Linked DNA regions of Mus musculus: region 1 is linked to region 2. Evidence: chromatin contacts called from public promoter capture Hi-C data. All regions are on one chromosome and are shown on one strand. The core of a region is the stretch at or near the end of the contact, and the rest is flanking DNA. Distances in the headings are between cores, read along the strand shown. Region 1 holds the start of Siglecf (sialic acid binding Ig-like lectin F). Region 2 holds the start of Zfp819 (zinc finger protein 819).

Region 1 (5,050 bases), core at 215-2,714, 260 kb after region 2:
AATGGGGAGACTGCAGTATATGAGTAAGGGGTGGGGGAATCCTGAGCTTCCTCCTGCCTGAGGTCCAGAATACCTGCTCATCTCCTGCAGAGGCAGTCCCTGTACCCATCCCAGGGAGGAGAAATTTGACTCTACCTGTGTCATCTCCCCAGGACACCCTGATGGTCATCTTCTGTGGAGCATCTGCATAGACACATATGGTTGTTTGCTTTCAGAGGAAAGATGGCTGCAGGTATTCCACCCCATTGGTCTTTTCTCCTCCCACAGTCTTAGCATTCAGGAACCATCACCCAGTTCTAACCCCTCCATCCCACACCCCTAATCTCCCCTCCCCAGAGACCCAGGTCTGGACACTCACAGATGACACTGAGCTGTTGAGTCCTCTCCACAGTAACACCAGTGCCAGGTAAGTTCACCTGGCAGGTGAGGTTGGTGCCATTGTCCTGAGGCCTGGGTGTGAGGTTCAGCTCTGAGGAGAGGGTGGTCCTGTGGCCCAGGGAAGTGAGGGCAGATGACATCCAGGAAAAGATGGGGGGTGTCCCCTGCTCACAGGCCCAGGGCACAGAACAGAGCAGTTTGGTAGAATTGCCAGACACCAGGGTAGATGTGACTTGGATGTTAGGGACCTCAGTCAGAGCTGGACAGAGAGAAATAGAGACACAAGATGTGCTGGGGATCACTATGTATGACCCTATTTCAAGCCAGGCTTCTCTCCCAACCAACCTCATTATGCGGTCTCCAGGGCACCCAAAGGCTTTTAGAACAAGGACCTCCACATATCCCCTCTTCACTTACCTATCACAAGCACAGAGAGCATTGACTTCTGAAAACTGTATTTCACAGAACCATCCAATCTGAAGAAGTACGTCCCTGTGTCGATTTTCTGTGCATCTCTGATGTCCAGGGAGCAATTATGACTATTTTCCTTCCCCATGAGATAGAATCGACCTTGAGCTTCCTTCAGTACTGATCGCTGTGGGTCATTTGTAGCCACTGGAGAGCCGCTGAATATATTGGCCCCCTCCCGGAACCAGTAGCCAAAGACAGGACCTTTGGAATTGGGGTACTGGACTTGGCAGGCTACAAAGACGCACAGGCCCTCCTGCACTGTCACTGAACCAGTCACTGAGAGCGAATAACCGTCCGTAGCCAGGCACCCTGCAAAGAAATGAGGGTTATCTTGGTCCTGTCCCACTAGCCCGGTCCCTGTTCCCACTCACCTGCCCACAGCAGGGGCAGCAGCCATGCCCACCGCATCACACAGTGAAAGGCTCTAGGTTCCTGTGGGTGGCCAGAGAAAGAAAACTTGATCAGTTTGAAGTGGATCCCTGGGGTGAGGGTCACAGGCTTCAATGTCACAGGACTGAGAAGTCGTCCTACTAACCTAGTCCAGGAATGAAGAGAGACAGAGTGACTGACCACAGAGAGGGAACTTTCCACCCACAGGTTATCAGCACTATCAAGGCCCTGGAAAGTAAACACTTCCACTTTTCATGTGTATCATCATGGGAGGCAAAGTCGATGAGGAAGACCCACCCTCCACTCCTGAACTGTAGCATTTGTTTCTCATTTGTTTGTATTAAGAAAGAGGTTAATGCACAGAGGGAACACAGACTGGACCTAGGTCCCCTACCCCATATGTAGCAGATCTGCAGCTTGATCTTCATGTGGGTTCCCCAACAACTGGAACCCTCCCTGAGTCTGTTGCCTGCGTGTGGATCCATTTTCATAACTGGGCCTCCTAGTCTGGCCTCAGTGGAAGAGGATGCACCCAGTCCTGCAGTGACTTGATGCACTGTGTGTGTGTGAGGTGCTGGGGGGCGGAGGATAGTGGTGGTAGGGGTGTGGTATGATACCCAGAGGTCTCTCCTTTCTCAGAGGAGAAGGGAGGATGGGGGAAGAGTCTGTGTGAGTGGGTACAGTGGGTACTGGGAGGAGAGCGGGGCTGATATTGGGATGTAAAATGAATGAATAAATAATTTTTTTAAAAAAGGAAAAGGTTGATGATCAGGGACATGGCTCAGCAGGTAAAGACATTGGCCAGCCACTCACATTGTGGAAAGAATGAACTAACTCTCAAAAGTTGCCCTTTGACCCCCTACTACTGCTTGGTGGCACACTCAAACCGTGGTGGGCAGAGAGAGAGGGGGGGGGGGAATTCAAAATTCAATAGTTGTTTAATGTATAAAGAAGAGGAGGAGACTGGAACTCTAATTGCCTAAATAACTTTTCTGTTGCTGTTATAGAATATCCAGATAAAAGCAACTTAAAAACAAAAATAGTTTCTGTTGGCTCAGAGTTGGAGGTTGCAATCCATTGTGATGGTGAAGGCATGGCTACAGGAGTGTACAGTGGTTGGCCATACTTCACCTTCAGTCAGGAAGCAGAGTGAGAAGTGACGGACTATTCTCAGGTCACTGTATAGTCTAGGATCCTAACCTATGAAACCAGAAGTGGGTGGGTTTCCTCACTTCAGTTAATCTAATCATGATAATCACCCAAGGCATGCTGAGGGCCCATGTCCCAGGCGAGTCTGGACCTCAAGTTTCCAATAGAGGTTAACCACCAGAGACACAGACTTACACAGGGCATCCACAGGAAGACATGGGGCGAAGACTCCCTGTCTTAGTCAGGGTTTCTATTCCCGCACAAACATCATGCCCAAGAAGCAAGTTGGGAAGGAAAGAGTTTATTTGGCATACACTTCCATACTGCTGTTCATCACCAAGGAAGTCAGGGCTGGAACTCAAGCAGGTCAGAAAGCAGGAGCTGATGAGTAGGCCATGGAGGGATGTTCCTTACTGGCTTGCTTCCCCTGGCTTGCTCAGCCTGCTCTCTTATAGAATCAAGACTACCAGCCCAGAAATGGCACCACCCACAAGGGGCCCTTCCCCCTTGACCACTAATTGAGGAAATGCCTTACAGTTGGATCTCATGGAGGCATTTCCTCAACTGAAGCTCCTTTCTCTGTGATAACTCCAGCTGCGTCAAGTTGACACAAAACTAGCCAGTACACTCCCTCTGCAGGCCAAAGAAAGAGGTGTCAGAGGACTCTCTGTTGTAAAGAGGTTGACCTAGAGCTTCCAGACTCAGTACTGAGGAAAAATAAACACGTTGAAGCTGCTGTGTGTGTGTGTGTGTGTGTGTGTGTGTTCGCGCACACACGTGTGTTTGTTTGTGTGCATGTGCATACATGTGTTTGCATGTGTGTGTGTATGTATGTATTGGGGTTCTCTAAAGGAACAGGACTGTTTGAATCTGATACTATGTGGGTAGTCTAAATAATGGTTGCCTCACATTAGAGACCAAGCTTGCTAGTTCACAGGCTGATGTCTCAGCAGCCTCAGTCTGGTGTTGAATGTCTGGTCTTCGGTCTCTGCTTGAAGCTTAAAGAAACTGGTTCGAAGGTCAGGGAAAGATGAAGCAGTAGCATGATGCTGTTGGGAGGGCTCCTGTTCCACGCAGGAGATGGGTGAGCCCATGACCTCACATCACTGCCTTGTACAGTGAGGGTCTCAGATAGGTTTTGAAGACTCTTCTCCTGGTAAAGGGTGTGTGTGACAGGGATGCAGATGCCCCTCTTCTATCTTGTCCCTTAATCTCAAATCCCAAAACAGCTGGCCTTTTCAACACATCCTTCAGCCTGTTTTATTCTGCCTCTTGCATTCTTTCTGAGGCATTCTTACTTAAAGAAAGGAGGAGGTGGTGAGTCAATGCCATCTTCTCTAGACCAGAAGTCTGCCAGTTACCCCACTATGTCCTGACTAGTAGCTGGAGAAATGTACCCAAGATCCCTCTAAAACAAACAGATCCCTGGTCCTTTCTCACCAAGCAAGGATGGACTGTGGGCATCAGTGGTTTCAAAATAACAACCGGCCGTTGTATTTATCATCTTAGCCACTGCCATGAAGGCTTTGAATGCTGGCACGATCATGATCCCATCATAACTTGATGCTACTTGAGAATTTGAAGCCATTTCTGCTCAATCTGATTTTTATTACTTTAATATATTTTTCAAATGGTTTCTGTTGTCTACAACCTATACTCAGATATTTGCTTTTAAGGAAAAAATATTTTTATTTAAGTCTGTATGTGGGTGGGCATGCGTTTATGTGTACCATACGTGTCTGGTACTTGTAGAGGCCAGTAAAGGACACCAGATTTCCCAGAACTGGAGTTATAGGCAGTTGTAAGTCACTTGGTCTTGGTACTGGGAACTGAACTCAGGACCTGTTCAAGAGTAGCAAGTGCTCTTAATCTCTGAACCATCTTTCTCCAATGCTCAGCCATCCCACAAGATTTTCTCCCCAGACCTGCTGGTGTCAAGATCAGCTTGGTCGGCTCACTTGAATCCCAGCATCATCCCCTACCCCAAGCCCACCAGCACCTCCTGCACCTGTCAGCATCTGAAACATTCACTCTCCTCTTTCACTTCTCATCACTGTTTGGTTTTGGACCCCAGGACAAGGGACTGGGGTGCATAATTTACACATCAAAACAGATCTGGCCTCCAGGTTCTCCCAGCATCCCTCAGTCCCTACTTGGCACACCCTGCCCTCAATCCTGAACTTTCCAGCCCCAGGCTGGGCTGCTCATATCTCAGAGGCTCCGCCCTATAGAATCTGGACATTTTGGTCTCTCCTCCTCCTCCTCTTCTTCCTCCCCCTCCTCTTCCTCCTCCTCCTCCTCCTCTTCTTTCTCCTCCTCCTCCTCTTTTTTCTCCTCCTTCCCCCCTCCTCCTCTTCTTTCTCCTCCCCCTCTCCCTCCCTCCTCCTCCCCCTCCCCCTCCCTCCCTCCTCCTCCTCCCTCCTCCTCCCCCTCTCCCCTCTCTCCTCCTCCTCCTCCCCGTCCTTCCCCTTCTCCTCCTCCTCCCCCTCCTTCCCCTCCTCCTCCTCCTTCTCTCTGTGACCATGAATATGCCCTTTCTTTTCCCCTTTCCTGCTCCCCTCTCCGTAGTGTCTTCCCTGCCCTCAGTCCTTGGGGCCAGTGAACTCACTCAAGAGCAGCTTCCCAATAAATCTGCATTTAATATAATCTAATCTGGCTTGAA
Region 2 (5,132 bases), core at 777-3,276:
TCGAAAAACCAAAAAAAACCTCTTTCTGTTTAATGATGTTCTAATCTACTACGAGCATCTCATTTATAGTTTAAGCTGCTGTTTTCTATGGAGAGTTAACAACAGCTGCTCCTTCCTTTGTCCTGTCCAACGTGTGTGTGTGTGTGTGTGTGTGTGTGTGTGTGTGTGTGTGTGTGTGTGTGTTTGTAAAAATGTCCCATTTTAGCAGATGCTGAGTCTATGTTTGCTATTTTACAAGTCTGAATAAAGGTGATTCCAGCACTCACACCAGTGGCTCACAACCACCTGCAATTAAGCTCCAGGAAGACCTGAAGCGTTGAGCCACAACATGCACCCACATTCGCCAAACAGGCACATACATCACATGAGGAAGAGTTGAAAACAAAAACTAACAGCATGTGTTCTCGAAAGGCACCCAGGGAAAGCCAGTACATTAAGGTTCGGTTACTTAGAGCCACACTATACATCCCTAAAGACGACTTGAATCAGCTTAGCACCAGCTACAGACAGATAAAATAGACCACTGCTAGTGTCTGCTGCCCATCTCCCATTCCACCGCACACACCCAAAAACAACCCCTTAAATATTCAGAGTAGAAGATGACTAACAGCCAAGTTCGCCCAACAGCAATCTGCATACTTGACAAAGGTCATACATCTACCAGCTTTAAAATAAACAGGGAAATAAAATGTAGAGGTGAAACCACAGGGGGTTTTGCTGAGAAAACAGAAGAAGGAACTCGGAAGGATAGGATCCCATATAACTGTGTCCCCTGACTACTCGGCCAATTAAGCAAAAGACAAAAAACAAACAAACAAACAAACAAAAACAAACACAACAACAACAAAAACCTTTAAATTTCTGGGAACTCCCAAGCTACACCACACATTCAGGAAGCAGAAGCAGGAGGATGGCTGCCAAGTTTGAGACCAGCTTGGGCTACTTAAGTAAACCTCTTTAGTCTAGACTTCTGCTTGAGAAAGTTCAAACTAGCCACAGAAGAAGAAGTAACCCCAGTCAGTCATGGAGATTCAAGAGATCAAGAATTGCCTGTCAAGAAGTTTACATAACAAAGCTGTCTGGCAGGGTGTGGCGTCTCCTCCCGATTACCATAGGAGGTAGTACGGGCTGGATCCTAGAAAGAGGAGGCTAGGGTGCTAGGTACTGCCCAAGGAGGCTAATTTGAACTGCCCCCTCCTCTCTGCTTTTCACCATGACTAGCTTAGTCTTTTCAATAGGAGTACTAGACCATGGCCAACCTGTCGGGGCTGCAGAAGACCAATCACTTTCCCTAAAACTTATTTACAGCACCACCCTGCTCAACTGCCCATCACACATCCTTGCCATGTTCATAGGGGTCCCATGGCCATCACGGACTCACCCACATACCTTCAAGGACTCCAATATTCATTCTGGTAATTAGAAAGCTCCAAATGTTTTTTCTTTCTCAGCACCAGCTCCCCTTTGGGAAATATTAGGGAAATGGCCCAAAGATCGGGTCCCCAGCACCTGAACAAAGGCTCCTCTCCCAGTTCTGCGGGCTCGAGCCCACAGCTACGAGCTGTGAAGATCGTTCCATCCCTTCTATCAATTCTGACACTGCTTAGGCTTGGACAGACCAAGGATGCTGAAGCCCCAGTGTAAGTCAAAACCACGAATACACTCATTTTCCATCTTTACTCACTTTTTCGCCTCTCACATGCCAGTGTCTGATCCGGACTCCAGCCAGTCATGGTCTAAAGCAAACACTCCCAGTTATGCAAGCAGCACGGTCGCCCTCACAGACTCACCAGTCCCAGGTTCACAGTAGCCGGCTCCAACGCCACCCTCGACCCTGCTCTCCCGACCCCCACAGGACGCCCACCCCAGCTACGCACCGGCACCCCCCTACAGCTGCCTCAGTCATCACTCAACACAAACCAGCGCTCAGCAGCCAGCATCCTTCCTGCGCAGCCACTTCAGAGAGCTCTGCACGCGGCACGCCGGGTGGACGCTGAGGATTCCCCAGTGTTCAGAATCCAAACTCCCGCGGCGTCCTGGTAACGATAACAACTAACCACGTGACGATCTAAGCGGAAATGGACGCTCTAGGACACACCTACTTAAAATGAACTTCACCTCAGCCACTTTTCTGGCGGAAATCGGTATTGCCCATATACCCTATCGCTTGCAAGCACTAAAGTTGTGTTGCGCATGCCTACCATCACGTGCGAAGATACTCTTTGCCAATAATTATAACGGTGTACACTCTGCCACTACCACCACCCACGCGCCACTCCCATATTGTTATGGCTATGTCCATATTTCAATTATGCGAAAGTCATCATCAGAGTACTTCATTTCCGTACATCCATGGATCATGTGGAATGTCACAGACTAAAAGTCTGAGGCTCCTTAGTCACGAATTTAAGAGACATTTATATTGCATATTCCTAAAAAAATTTCTCCATGTTTTCACACGGACTTAAGACTTTTCTTCTAGTTTTCTAAAACTTGAAAACTAGGAAGAGTTATTGGGAAATGGGAAGTGAAGCCATATGGAACATTAAAGATCTGAAATGAGCCTTCTTGCGAACCAAAAATGAATGTTAGCCCCACCTACCCAGGGACCGGTAACTTCTTGGAATATTGGGAATTGTAGTTCTTTTTGTTGTTGTTTTGGTTTTTTTTTTTTTTTTTTCCCAAGACAGGGTTTCTCTGTGTATCCCTGGCTGTCCTGAAACTCTCTCTGTAGACTAGGCTGGCCTCGAACTCAGAAATCCGCCTGTTCTGGGATTAAAGACCTGCGCCATCACACTGGACTTGGGAATTGTAGTTCTTGGAAAATATCAACCTTCTCATGGCAAAGTACATGGCCTATAGGTTTGTTCTTATAAACGCCTGCAACACGTGGCTGGAGACTGGGAAATTTCAGGGAATGTTTCTGACCTAAGTCCATTTTTGTGTCAGTATTTAATATTTAATGAAGCTTGCTTTAAATTTGGCCCAAAAGCTGGAATTGGTTTTTCTCTGACGAATCTCAGGATTAACACATCCTTGGAACATGTCATGCTTCCCTGAGGAAAAGTATCTATTCTCACTTACAGGTAGAATTTAAAAACGAAATAAAACAGAAATAAACAAACAACAATAACAGCAGCTACAACGGCCAGTGCATAATAGAAACAGTGTTGAACTGGCTGGCGAGGAGGAAAACAAGGATAGGGAGAGGCCAAGCAGCAGCATGTGGGGACGACATGCAGGGACAATTTACAGAGTGAATGACTTGGCCTGATTCAAGGGTCTGAAAGAGATCAGAAAGCCCTGCAAAGTCAAGGATCATATTACCACTCACCCAACATTTGCCCACTATGAGCTGAAAGCCCTATGTGAAGGTCACCATATAGACACTGCCAAACAGACAAAGCCCAGGAACGTCCAACTCTTCCTCCCACTTGTAAACTCTGGCAACAGAAAAGTATTAAGTAAGGTCCCGTTAGTAAAATGAGGATGCAGGTGTGGGTCACTGGCATTGGGAACTGATGGAGAATGGGGCTCATCAAGTCCTCAGCCCCTACCTGGCAGGTCATAAGTATGACTAAGAATCAGCTAGCTATCGCCCGATTTTCCAAACACTCTTTTCAGCTGTATGCCAGAGGCATTACTATATCTGCTGTTTTATGAGTTGTGGCAAATGAGGCTTTGTTCCCATAGTTTGGCTCAGGGCTACCAAGTGGAAAAGCAGGGAGGGGGTAAGGTCAATCTACTGCTGCCTAATGAAAAACGACAACCACCCCTTCTGTTTAATGTGCCTTCCATCTCGTGAGCCTCCAGAAATATTTTCATTTCCTAGTGTCTTCTGTAGAGTGAGGGGGCTATGGCTAGTTCAGGCTGCTTACACTTTTAGACCCAGTGCACCTTACCTCTTCTGACGCATCACTTCCTTTTCCTCCTGGATTAGAAGAGCTACAGACAAGCACGGGCACCAGGACCTTTATTCTGTGAGCCTACCCTTCCTTCTGTTGTTGTTTTGTCATAGTGACGTTCGTTCTACATCACAAACTGACCAAAACTCACTGTGTACCTCATCAAGGCCTTGAAGTCAGCTACTCTCCTGCAGAGGCATACCAAGTATGGGGATTAAGGAAATGTGTGACCCTAACTGGCTTTTTAATTCAAGAGTCCTTGTTTTGTCCTCCCTGAGTCCTGAGCACACCTTTGACTACAGGCTGCTGCAACCCACCTCCAGGCCCCTTCTCATCCATGGGAACAGTGTCAGCCATACCCTCTCATTCCCTCTTGGGATGACTCTTAGAAAACCTCCAGCCACTCAACCTGGCTGGCACTGGACCCGAAGGGCCCCAAACTTAATTGCTTTTGCAATCATATTTGCACTTAATATCCCTTAGATAGGCAACCCAAATGGCCACCTAACATCCTAGAAACCAATGTTATTTGGGACTTATAGAATTACTGTGAGTGATCAAGGAAATGGAAAGCGATTCCCACCCCCTACATTCCAGCTTCCTCTTATCTCTTCTCCAAGCCCTTTTTCTGTTCTTCCTGTTTCCCCACCTAGTTCCTCTAACTATGAAGTCAAAATCCCATCAGATTCAGCAAAGGAGCCCCCCATTACTGGCCTTGACCTTCAGCTTCTTTTTCCCACCCCCCCCCCTTCTCCCTCTCCAGCTACAGGCTGCCCTGGTCATCCCTGTCTGGCACCCACTTTTAGCCTACTGTCAGTCTTGCAGTATGGGAACATCAGACCCAGATCGTCCACTTACTGGTCTCACAGGACTTGCCATGGATGACTGAGGCCTGGGATCCCTCAGGCCTGATTCCTGCCATCTCCAACATGAAGCCCTAGGTACCAAGGCAAACCATCTCCTTCCTTTTGTACACAGGAGTCTCTTACTTGGTCTGGATGAAGTTTTGGGGACCCACCTCCTTTCTTCACTCCTCTATTGATGGGGTAGGGGGATAGCATTACCTTCTTCACCAAACCCCACCACTTAGTTGTGTCTTTAGGGGTATCCTCCTTGCCCACTCCTTCCTAACAGTACCTATCCTGTCCCCTTACTAGGGAGGGACCTCTTAGCCAAAGTGTCAGTCTCTATTCCCTTTGGTCCCCCACCAACTGCTTGACTCTAGGC

The links. Capture Hi-C pulls out chosen DNA fragments and counts their contacts.
Region 1: a contact with region 2 is called in a promoter capture Hi-C map of adipose tissue. The contact joins the promoter of Siglecf here to the promoter of Zfp819 in region 2. A contact is called at or near these places in 3 of 39 promoter capture datasets (the 3T3-L1 cell line, the C10 cell line and cranial neural crest), 1 of 115 datasets of contacts at active chromatin or transcription factors (embryonic stem cells) and 2 of 9 other capture datasets (adipose tissue and liver).

Annotation. Positions count from the first base shown.
Region 1 is chr7:43,347,755-43,352,804 of GRCm38.p6, reverse strand. It overlaps Siglecf (sialic acid binding Ig-like lectin F), which reads right to left and starts at 1,464. Exons shown (of 10, transcript NM_145581.2): 1 at 1,385-1,464; 2 at 1,221-1,281; 3 at 796-1,158; 4 at 359-637; 5 at 136-183. The coding sequence starts at 1,257.
Region 2 is chr7:43,604,063-43,609,194 of GRCm38.p6, reverse strand. Zfp819 (zinc finger protein 819) reads right to left here and starts at 2,026. Exons shown (of 5, transcript NM_028913.3): 1 at 1,921-2,026.